2 separate regions of the Capra hircus genome follow, and region 1 is linked to region 2. The links are chromatin contacts, called in public Hi-C maps. All regions are on one chromosome and are shown on one strand. Each heading gives the region's core, a stretch centred on a gene start, on an enhancer-like site or on the middle of the called end of the contact. The rest is flanking DNA. Distances are from core to core; before and after follow the strand shown. Region 1 overlaps EYA3 (eyes absent homolog 3). Region 2 holds the start of SMPDL3B (acid sphingomyelinase-like phosphodiesterase 3b).

Region 1 (4,246 bases), core at 408-2,907, 44 kb before region 2:
ATATTTGATCAGTATAATGATCTTACAGTGTGGGTAGCAGTAGAGAGGGTTCCAAGTACTTTGGGGAGAGGTCTGTGGAGGAAGGGGTATGGATGAATATGAGCTCCCAGAAGAAGTTGAGTTAACCAGTTACCCCTGCTCCCCTTCCAGCACAACATGCCCTTCTGGCGGATCACAAACCACGGAGACCTGGTGTCCCTCCACCAGGCTTTGGAGCTTGATTTTCTCTAAAAACTGGAATGAAGAGCCTTCCCCATGAGCTCCTTTTCACTCCTTGAAGGGAGCCGGAGACCGGAACCAACTGGGAATTCTCTCTCTCTTTCTCCATGGAATGCTGGCGAGAACACAATCAAAACCAACAGCTGCAAGAGATGAAGCTGATTTTTGCTATGCGTGAGCTGCAGCCCCGTGTTCATCCTCGCACAGGAGCGGGAGATAGTTGGATTGAGAGAACAATAGACTCACCGCAGCTACAGTGCTTTTAATTCTTCTGGTTTTTTGTTTGTTTGTTTGTTTTATTTTGTTTCAGAAAAATGAAGAAAAAGAAAAGGAAATCCTTGGGGCAGAGTTGCACTCTGCATCCATGACCAGATTGAGAACTGCTGTTAACTTGTGGTGATTGGATAAACGCAGCAGACGTTTATAATAACATCTCTTGCAGTCTTTGTAATCTCCTTAGCTGTAGAACATACTCCCAGTGAATGTATATGTTATTTTTATAGGTAAGGGTCTGGTCTCTCTGAAGCAGATTCCCCTCCCCCTTTCTTTTTCTAGCAAGAAAGGGTTGTGTAAAGTTTCCTTGGAAAATCGTAACTGAAATGTCTGAGATACCTCTCTGTGACAGTAGCACCTCCTTAGCTGCTCCAGTGGTCTGCTCGCGAGGCTGGGCTCCTTCCCACTCTTCCACCTCCTGGTTGGCTAAACTGTAGGGCCTGGGACACTGATTAATTTTAGACTTTGCTGTTTCCCATCCTAGAAGCCTTAGTCCCCTTCCCAATCCCTCTCCCTTTTTGACCAAATGGCACAACCCTAGAAACTCTTCTTAGTAAATTCTCAGCCTTCAGCTTGACTCTTCGTCAAAGCTAACGAGGGCTTACCCTCAAACTGGAGAGAAGACCTAAGGCTTCTTAGGAATTTCTACTTCTTTGGCCCTTGAAACAGGAAGATTCCAACTTTTCCTCCTGCAGAGAAGCACCCTTCCCCAGCAGAGGCCATCCCCACCGGGCCTCCCCCTTCTTAGTCATCAGTGCCAGGCTAGTCCACCCTCTGCACCTCATATCCACCCCCACACACAGCTCTGGCCAGTCCCCAGGCTTTGGACCCAAGTAGTCAAATCAAGTCTGAGAAAAGGCCCATAACCGCATTTTGGCCAAAACTACTAAGGGATTTGACTTCATGCTCTGAATCCTTTAAGCCCTGTGAGTGGTGTCCTGGGCATGTACCCAGATCTCGGCCTGAAACTGAAGACCAAATGGCTGTGATCATAAGCCCAGTTTTCCAATAGGATCCGCTTCCCACTTCTCAAGTCCCTTTCTAAAATGGGAAACTTGAAAGCCAGAAAAACTCACCTGATTTAAATGAGGTTGTAGATCGCCTATGCCATGCCTGAAAACTCAACCATGGGCCAAATGCAGGAACATCTCCCAGCCTGACCTCTGGGAAGTTGGGTGGGTGCCCAGACATGAGTCACAACCTTCAGTCCAGCTGTATTTGTGGATGCCCCACCCTCCATGAGCAGCCTGGGCACGTGCTCAGGCCACATAAACTTCCTTAGAGCTCAGGAAGTTTAGCCTCTCCCAGGCTGCATGGAGAGAGGTGATTATAAGTACCTCAGAGAGGTGCAGTCTGGGTCCTTAGCAGGTGGCATCCTTGACCAACCACAGCCATCACTGCTTACACTCAGAGGTTCAGCGTATCCACTTGGGGATGCTCCCAGCACAAAAGGGGCCAGATTCCCTCTAATGCCAGATCACCCAGAGAAAGGCTGGTGTACACATTCCTTCAGAACGGATTGAGAAAGTGCTTCGTAACTCAGTCGTAGGGAAGAGGTGTTTGGAGAGGAGCTCAAATCAGTGCTCATCACCAAGCTGCCTCTTAGGCCTGTTTCCTTTGGACGGGGGAGGATATATAGTCTGAGGCAGACCTGCTTGGTCCGAGTTCAGCATAGCTGCCCAGCTGCTGCTCTGTCTTGCTTGATAATTGATCTTAGCGTGCTCTAGGGCGCATGGCGGATCCTTACTTCCAGGCCCCTCCACGCCCACCCCATCCTGCCAGTAGAGCTGTTGGTTTCTTGCCCTGCACATAGGCCACCCGGTTGGTGCTGTGCTTCAGGCTGGTGAGACTGCAGAGCAGTCCGCGCATCATGCACACAAGTACACACGCACACACACTCACACTTTCCTCTGCTTGCCTGCTGGGAGCTCTTTGTTCCTAGAGTATGACTTGGGACTCCTTTTTCGATGGCCTTTTCCCTCCTGCTCTGACTGCACAGCTTAGGTCTTTACAAAAGGAACTTGAAACTGGCTAAGAGAGGTGAGGACGCTCCCTGGGCAGTGCCGTCTTTGCTCTTTTCTGGTTGTTCAGAGGGCAGACAGAAAATGGGAGCTTCCTGGCTCCTCTCTGCCAAAATGAATCATCCAGGGAACCCAGTGCTCTTCAGTAAACCTGGTTTCCTCCACAGCACAGAGATCCAGAGAGGAAAGCAAGTGGGCAGCGCAGCAAGCTCTTGGAGGCTGAGGTCTAAAGGACACTATGGGTCCTTCTCATTTAGGGGGAAGCCCTCTACTAGAAAGAGTCCCCACCCGATGAGTCCCTTTCCCAGCTGGGCACCGTGGGTTCTATAAGATGGGTCTGCACGTTTCATGGTGAGTGCTGGGCCATCTCTAGTAAGGGATCTGGAATTGTCAGCCGTGTCCTGGGTCTAAGAGGTGGTTTTCCTTTCGAATGTAAAACTGACTGTGCCTTAGCATCACCCTGTTCGGTGCCCCTGGGGCACCAGGTGGTGGCCGGGAGAGTGGATGCCTGCTCCAGATCTAGATGCCTAGTGGGGCTTTTATTTGGTTTGGGTTATTTCTGTCTTCTGCTCTGCAACTGGGGGGAGCAAACCTAGAGTCCCAGGAGACTTTGTGCCACAGCTTGTTCGCAGTTTACACAAACTTGTTCGCGTTAAAGATCCAGGCAGAATCTGATGGGCCAACTCCAGCTGCAGCATATGGAGCTTCTCAATGTTCACTGCCTTGAATGGGTGTCAGTGCCACTGAACCAAGGGGGAGAGGGGTTAAGGGGTGGAGCCGCACACTCCCTCTCCCTGGGGGAGTGATGGCTGAAACCATGGGGTGGTGAGCTTCCGGCCTTCCTCTCCTTGCTCCTGCAGAAGGGGGCATTAGGACCCCTCTTAAGCCAAGCTTCTGTTTCTCACTAAATCAGTTTCCCTTTTCATTCAAAAGTTGAAACTCCCCAAATACTCAAGCTATAGAAGCCAAATTGAAATTCTTAGATTTTGAAATATCTTAAGATAACCATGAGACAACATCTAATTCTGGCCCACCTCTGATCAGCAGGCCCTGTCCCTTCCTCTCCCGAGTCAGAGAGCTCTAGCACACAAGGTTACTTGGCTAGTTCCTAATGCACTGATGGGAGCCATCCCATTAAGGACGACTTCTACTCAAAACATGACCCTCTGGACTTCAGGTGCCTCATTTATCAGGAAAAGGCATTGATTGGATATATTTATGTGACTGCGGGCATTTGTGGCTGTCGAGTCCTTGACCATAATGTTATATGTAATGGGAACTATCTTATAAACTTGAAAAAATAAAGTTTTTATTTTCTATATGGTTTGCTCCTGTGTCTTTTCTGGGTAGGATCAACCCAGTTGCTTAGCTGAGTAGGCTCCTGAGTCAGGCTTCAAAAAAAATACGCAGAGCTCATTAGAAAGATGACACCCTCTTAATAATTTCATCATTCATTTCACCAAAAAAAAAAAAACACTAGCCGTTCAGTACAGATAAATGAGAAAATAAAAATTTTTAAATAATTTTCAAGGGAAAGTTTTTCTCAATTCTTTCGAAAAATATTGCTTTTCAAAGTTTAGGACTGGAATGCCAAGAGATTTCATTTGCTGTCAAATGTGCTGAAATTTAATTACTAAGAAATCAATACCTTGCTGTGCTGAGCTTAAAATGCAAAAGCAATAAAGCCGACAAATTGATATCAAACTGTTTGATTGGCTTGTTTACATGTTACA
Region 2 (4,530 bases), core at 1,915-4,414:
ACCCCTTGTGTTAGCTGGAAGAAGGGATAGACTACCCACTCCAGTATTCTTGGGCTTCCCTTGTGGCTCAGCTGGTAAAGAATCCGCCTGCAATGAGGGAGACCTGGGTTTGATCCCTGGGTTGGGAAGATCCCCTGGAGAAGGGAAAGGCTGCCCACTCCAGTATTCTGGCCTGGAGAATTCCATGGAGTATATAGCCCACCGGGTTGCAAAGAGCGAGACACGACTGAGCTCATTTCACTTCACTTCACTTCACTTGTGTTAGCTGTGTGGATTGCCATCGCCTCACAGCAGCTCCAAGAGGCAGGCTCGTCATTCTTCAGGGAAATGTTTGCCTCCCACACTGGCTCCCACGGAAAGAACTTGTAGGCTTGTCGCAGTTAGAGGCTGAGGGATAAATGCTGTGTAGCCTCTGGTTTGTGTGGGAGGAGATGAAACCAGCAAGTTGGCGCCCCACCCAAGTTCTTGGCTAAGGATGGTGCAGGTAGAAACTCCATGGCTTTATGCAAAGCAAGGGTGATGGCTATCTGACTGGGTGTCTCAAAAGTCTGCACTTCAGGAAGAGACTCAGATTCTGAAAAAACTGACAGGTGTTATGGAATTCTTTTTAAATTTAACTCCAGTTTTAGATTATAGATGTATACAGTCCAGAAAAGTTTGAAGGAAAGAGGGGGGAGGAAGTAGTACCCACAATCCCAAGAGGACCCATCAAAGTGTATGGTGGAAAGGTAGCTGAGTACGAACTTGGTCTCGCCACTTCCCAGCTGTGGAGTTTTGTGTCCCCTCTGGGTCTCATTTTCCTCATCCACAAAATGGATATAACGGTAATAGTACCTACTTTACAGGACTATGGTAAACAATCTGCCTGCAGTGCGGGAGACCCGGGTTTGATCCCTGGGTCAGGAAGATCCCCTGGAGAAGGAAATGGGAACCCACTCCAGTATTCTTACCTGGAGAATGCCATGGACACAGGAGCCTGGCAGGCTACAGTCCGTGGGGTTACAAGAGTTGGACACAACTTAGCAACTAAACCACCACTACAAGGACTATAAAAATCAGAGGAGGTGTTTTCACTTCATTTTTCAAATGGGTTTTAAAAGGACAATATATGTCAAGCACAAAGCATAAGCACAGTATATAGTAAGTACTCAGAAAATAAATGTTAGCTCTTCTTGACTATTTTCCTTTTTTTGCATGTTTTTATATACTTTTTTTTTTTTTTTTTTGGCTGCACCTCCCAGCTTGTGGGATCCTAGTTCCCTGACCAGGGATTGAACCCTGGCAGTGAAAGCATGGAGTTCTAACCACCAAACAGCCCATGAATTCCCTCACTTGGTGTTCTTAAAATTGTCTACAAGTGTACACATGAGCTGGCACCAGCCCCTGGCCCCACCCCTATCATCTCCCAACATCCATATCCCTCTACCCCGCCATCCCCCCATTCTCTGAGCTCCAGCCACGCTGGCCTCGTGCTTTTGCTCACACATATGTCCTGTGCATCCAGCTCAGGGCCTGTGAACTTTTTGTCCTCTGCTGCTGGAATGTTCTTCTGGACATCCACATAGCTCTCGCCCATGCTGCCTTAGGTCTCTAGTCAAATGTCACTTTTTTTGACAGTTCTTCTCCGCTACCCCTTAAGTAATCTTTCTCCCCCATCCTCCCTACTCCTTTATTCTGCTTTGTTATTCTCCTTACCCTTGTTATTTCCTGGAATATGTATTTCTTTGTCCATGTGTCTTTTAGTCTGTTTCTCCTGAGGTGAAGGGAGGCTTCACCAGCACTGGAATTTTGTTTCTTTTCTGCCACATCCCTGGTTCCAAGAATACTGCATGATTCATTTTTCGGTTCAAAATAATTTCTTCTTGTCCAGGACATTTTAGCTCTTGTGTCTTGTTTTTGTTTTGAAGAACTATAAGTTCAAGCTTAGGAAAGCTCGCCTTTGTCTTAAACAAAACAACAAAGCTTTTGTATCATTTGCTAATCTAATGTCCTTTTAAGTGAGAGATGGGAGAAATCTAGCAAGGATACAATTTATACCATAAATGATGCGGATCCATGTAGTGTGTGCATGCACACTGTTGACAAAATGAAAATCTGCTGGTGGCATTTGCAGAAAAGAAACCCTTGCAGGTCCCTGGGGTTGTGGTTTATTCTCAAAGTCGTGTCTGACTCTGCGACCCCATGGTCTATAGCCACCAAGCTCCTCTGTCCATGGGATTCTCCAGGCAAGAATATTGGAATGGGTTGCCATTCCCTTCTCCAGTTGCAGATTTCTAAACAACAGTGAACTCCGTTAGGAAATTCTAGAATGTGTTCCAGATCCAAAAAGGAATGAGGTTAGTAAAATGCCTCCACAGAGTTCCAATAAAATACTAGATTTGAGAGCTACTCAACCAATATTTGTTGAATGAATTCACGAATGTGCCTGCTACCTTCTACCTCTACCAGCTGGCTGGCTCTTAAACACCGACAGCCCTGAACGATGTCCATGTTCCTTCCGTGGCCAGCCATCACCTCCACCTAACAATCTTAGGCTCAAACAGCACACCCTCCACCCACTAACTCTCTCCCCCAGCCTCCCCAGCTGAGCTCCCTGTCTTGCTATTCTTAGCAACATTTTCAGCTTACCTACCTGGTGCAGCTCTGGCGACTCCCCAGGAGGCCAGGAAAATCAGCACCTCAGGCAGCCTCATCCTGGGGTTTTGTCTGATGGGAGCTTTTGTTCCAGCCACAGACTTCCTAGCTAGGTGTTGATGGCCGCGTGTCAGAGCAGAACTTCCCGTCCAGTCACCAGCTGTTTCCAGACACTCAGGGCTTCTGGCTCCTCTGGCTTTTCTTCCTTTGCCCAGGGGGGTGTGAGCAGGGTTGCCCCAGGAGCTGCACTTGCCAGGCCTTTGGACTCTCACGCAAGAAGCAGCACCAGTCCTGCCAGTTCCTCAGAGCGTGTCGGTCAGTCCAGTCAGCAACTGGAAACTCACTCAGCTGCAGTCACCAACCAGCAAATATCCACTTTCGGAGTTTTCATGCTGCCCCACCCCAGGAGAACAGACTGTAGAAACTGTCCGGCCTTTGCCATCAAAGGAACTTGAGTGCTTGTTGGAGACTGAGCTGCTTGACCACAAATGAACCCAGACCAAGAGTCATCTGTTCATTCACGCGGAAACCCTGTCCTGGGGAGATAAGAGCGACCCAAGGCCACCACTCTGCCCTCTAGAGGAAGAAGCAGGCCACTGGACTGCAGTTCTGCGTGACAGGTGGCTTGACAAGCCCAGAGGAGGGAGCTCACCCTCTGAGGAAACTGAGAGGGCCTCTGGGAGGAGGTGACATGGCTTCATCTCTTCGATTGTGAAAATTTGCCAACATAAACAGAAGTAGAGAGAACCATGTAAGGAGCCCCCGTATCCATCCTCCCACAAGAGCAATTATGAACCCACAGCCAATCTTACTTCATCTTTACCCCCACCCCAACCCCAAAGGATTATTTTTAAATTCCAGAGATCATATCATTTTGCCCATAAACGATGTAGTATACATCTCTAAAAGATAAGAACTTTTTTTTTTTAGAATTTTTTAAGAACAGCATAGAGGATCTAAAAACAATTAATAGTGTTCCTGACCCTCCTCCTTGGACTCATTTTTCTTTTTTTAAATTAATTTATTTTAATCCGAGGGTAATTGTTTTACAACATGGTGATGGGTTTTGCCGCTCATTAGTATGAATCGGCCATAGGTATACATGTGTCCCCTCCTTCCTGATTCCCGCTCGCTCCATCCTGATCCCCGCTCGCTCCTTCCTGATCCCCGCTCCCGCCTTCCTTCCTTGCTGTTTGTTGTTCAGTCACTAAGCCATGTCTGACTCTGTGACTCCGTGGAGTAAAAGCATGCCAGGCTTCCCTGTCCCTCACTATCTCTCTGAGTTTGCTCAGCTTTACCAGCAGTCCTCCCAATGAATATTCAGGGTTGATTTCCTTTAGGATGGACTGGTTGGATCTTGCCGTCCAAGGGACTCTCGAGAGTCTTCTTCAGCACCACAATTTGAAAGAATCAATTCTTCGGCACTCAGCCTTCTTTATGGTTCAACTCTCACATCCGTACATGACTACTGGGAATACTATAGCTTTGACTACATGGACCTTTGTCGGTAAAGTGATGTCTCTGCTTTTTAACACGCTGTCTAGGTCTGTCATAGCTTTTCCTCCAAGGAGCAGGTGTCTTTTAATTTAATAGAAATTGATAGGGGACCAGACGAAAGATTAAACAAGGCTTTACTGGGACTTGTGCTGCATCACGACAGAATGAAAACAAGACACCGGCGCCCTGGCTCACCAGGAGGGTGGACTGGTTCTTTAAGTGGGATGAGGATAGGAGCAGATGGTTGGACTGGAGGGGTAGCTTAGACGGTCTCCCCACCCCTTGGTGGGGTTGTACACAGTACCCATCTTTTGCTCCCAGCACCTCAGAAGTTTGTGGCCTTTTTGTATCTTATTTTTCATAATTGGCCCAACTGCTCATACTTGCAGTTATTTTTAG

What was found. A called contact is a pair of places that touch in the nucleus more often than the background predicts.
Region 1: a contact with region 2 is called in a Hi-C map of liver, with 2.3 times the contacts expected there. The contact joins the enhancer-like site here to the promoter of SMPDL3B in region 2. A contact is called at or near these places in 2 of 5 Hi-C or Micro-C datasets (blood and liver).

What each region holds. Positions count from the first base shown.
Region 1 is chr2:10,579,007-10,583,252 of ARS1.2, reverse strand. EYA3 (eyes absent homolog 3) reads left to right here. Exons shown (of 18, transcript XM_005676781.3): 18 at 151-3,834. The coding sequence ends at 231. Among named protein-coding and RNA genes, the nearest start is that of XKR8, 12 kb to the right of the region's middle. Within about 2 kb of position 1,657, at least 5 of the 5 cell types and tissues checked have an H3K27ac peak or open chromatin away from gene starts, as enhancers often do.
Region 2 is chr2:10,536,055-10,540,584 of ARS1.2, reverse strand. SMPDL3B (acid sphingomyelinase-like phosphodiesterase 3b) reads right to left here and starts at 3,164. Exons shown (of 8, transcript XM_018056857.1): 1 at 2,633-3,164. The coding sequence starts at 2,693.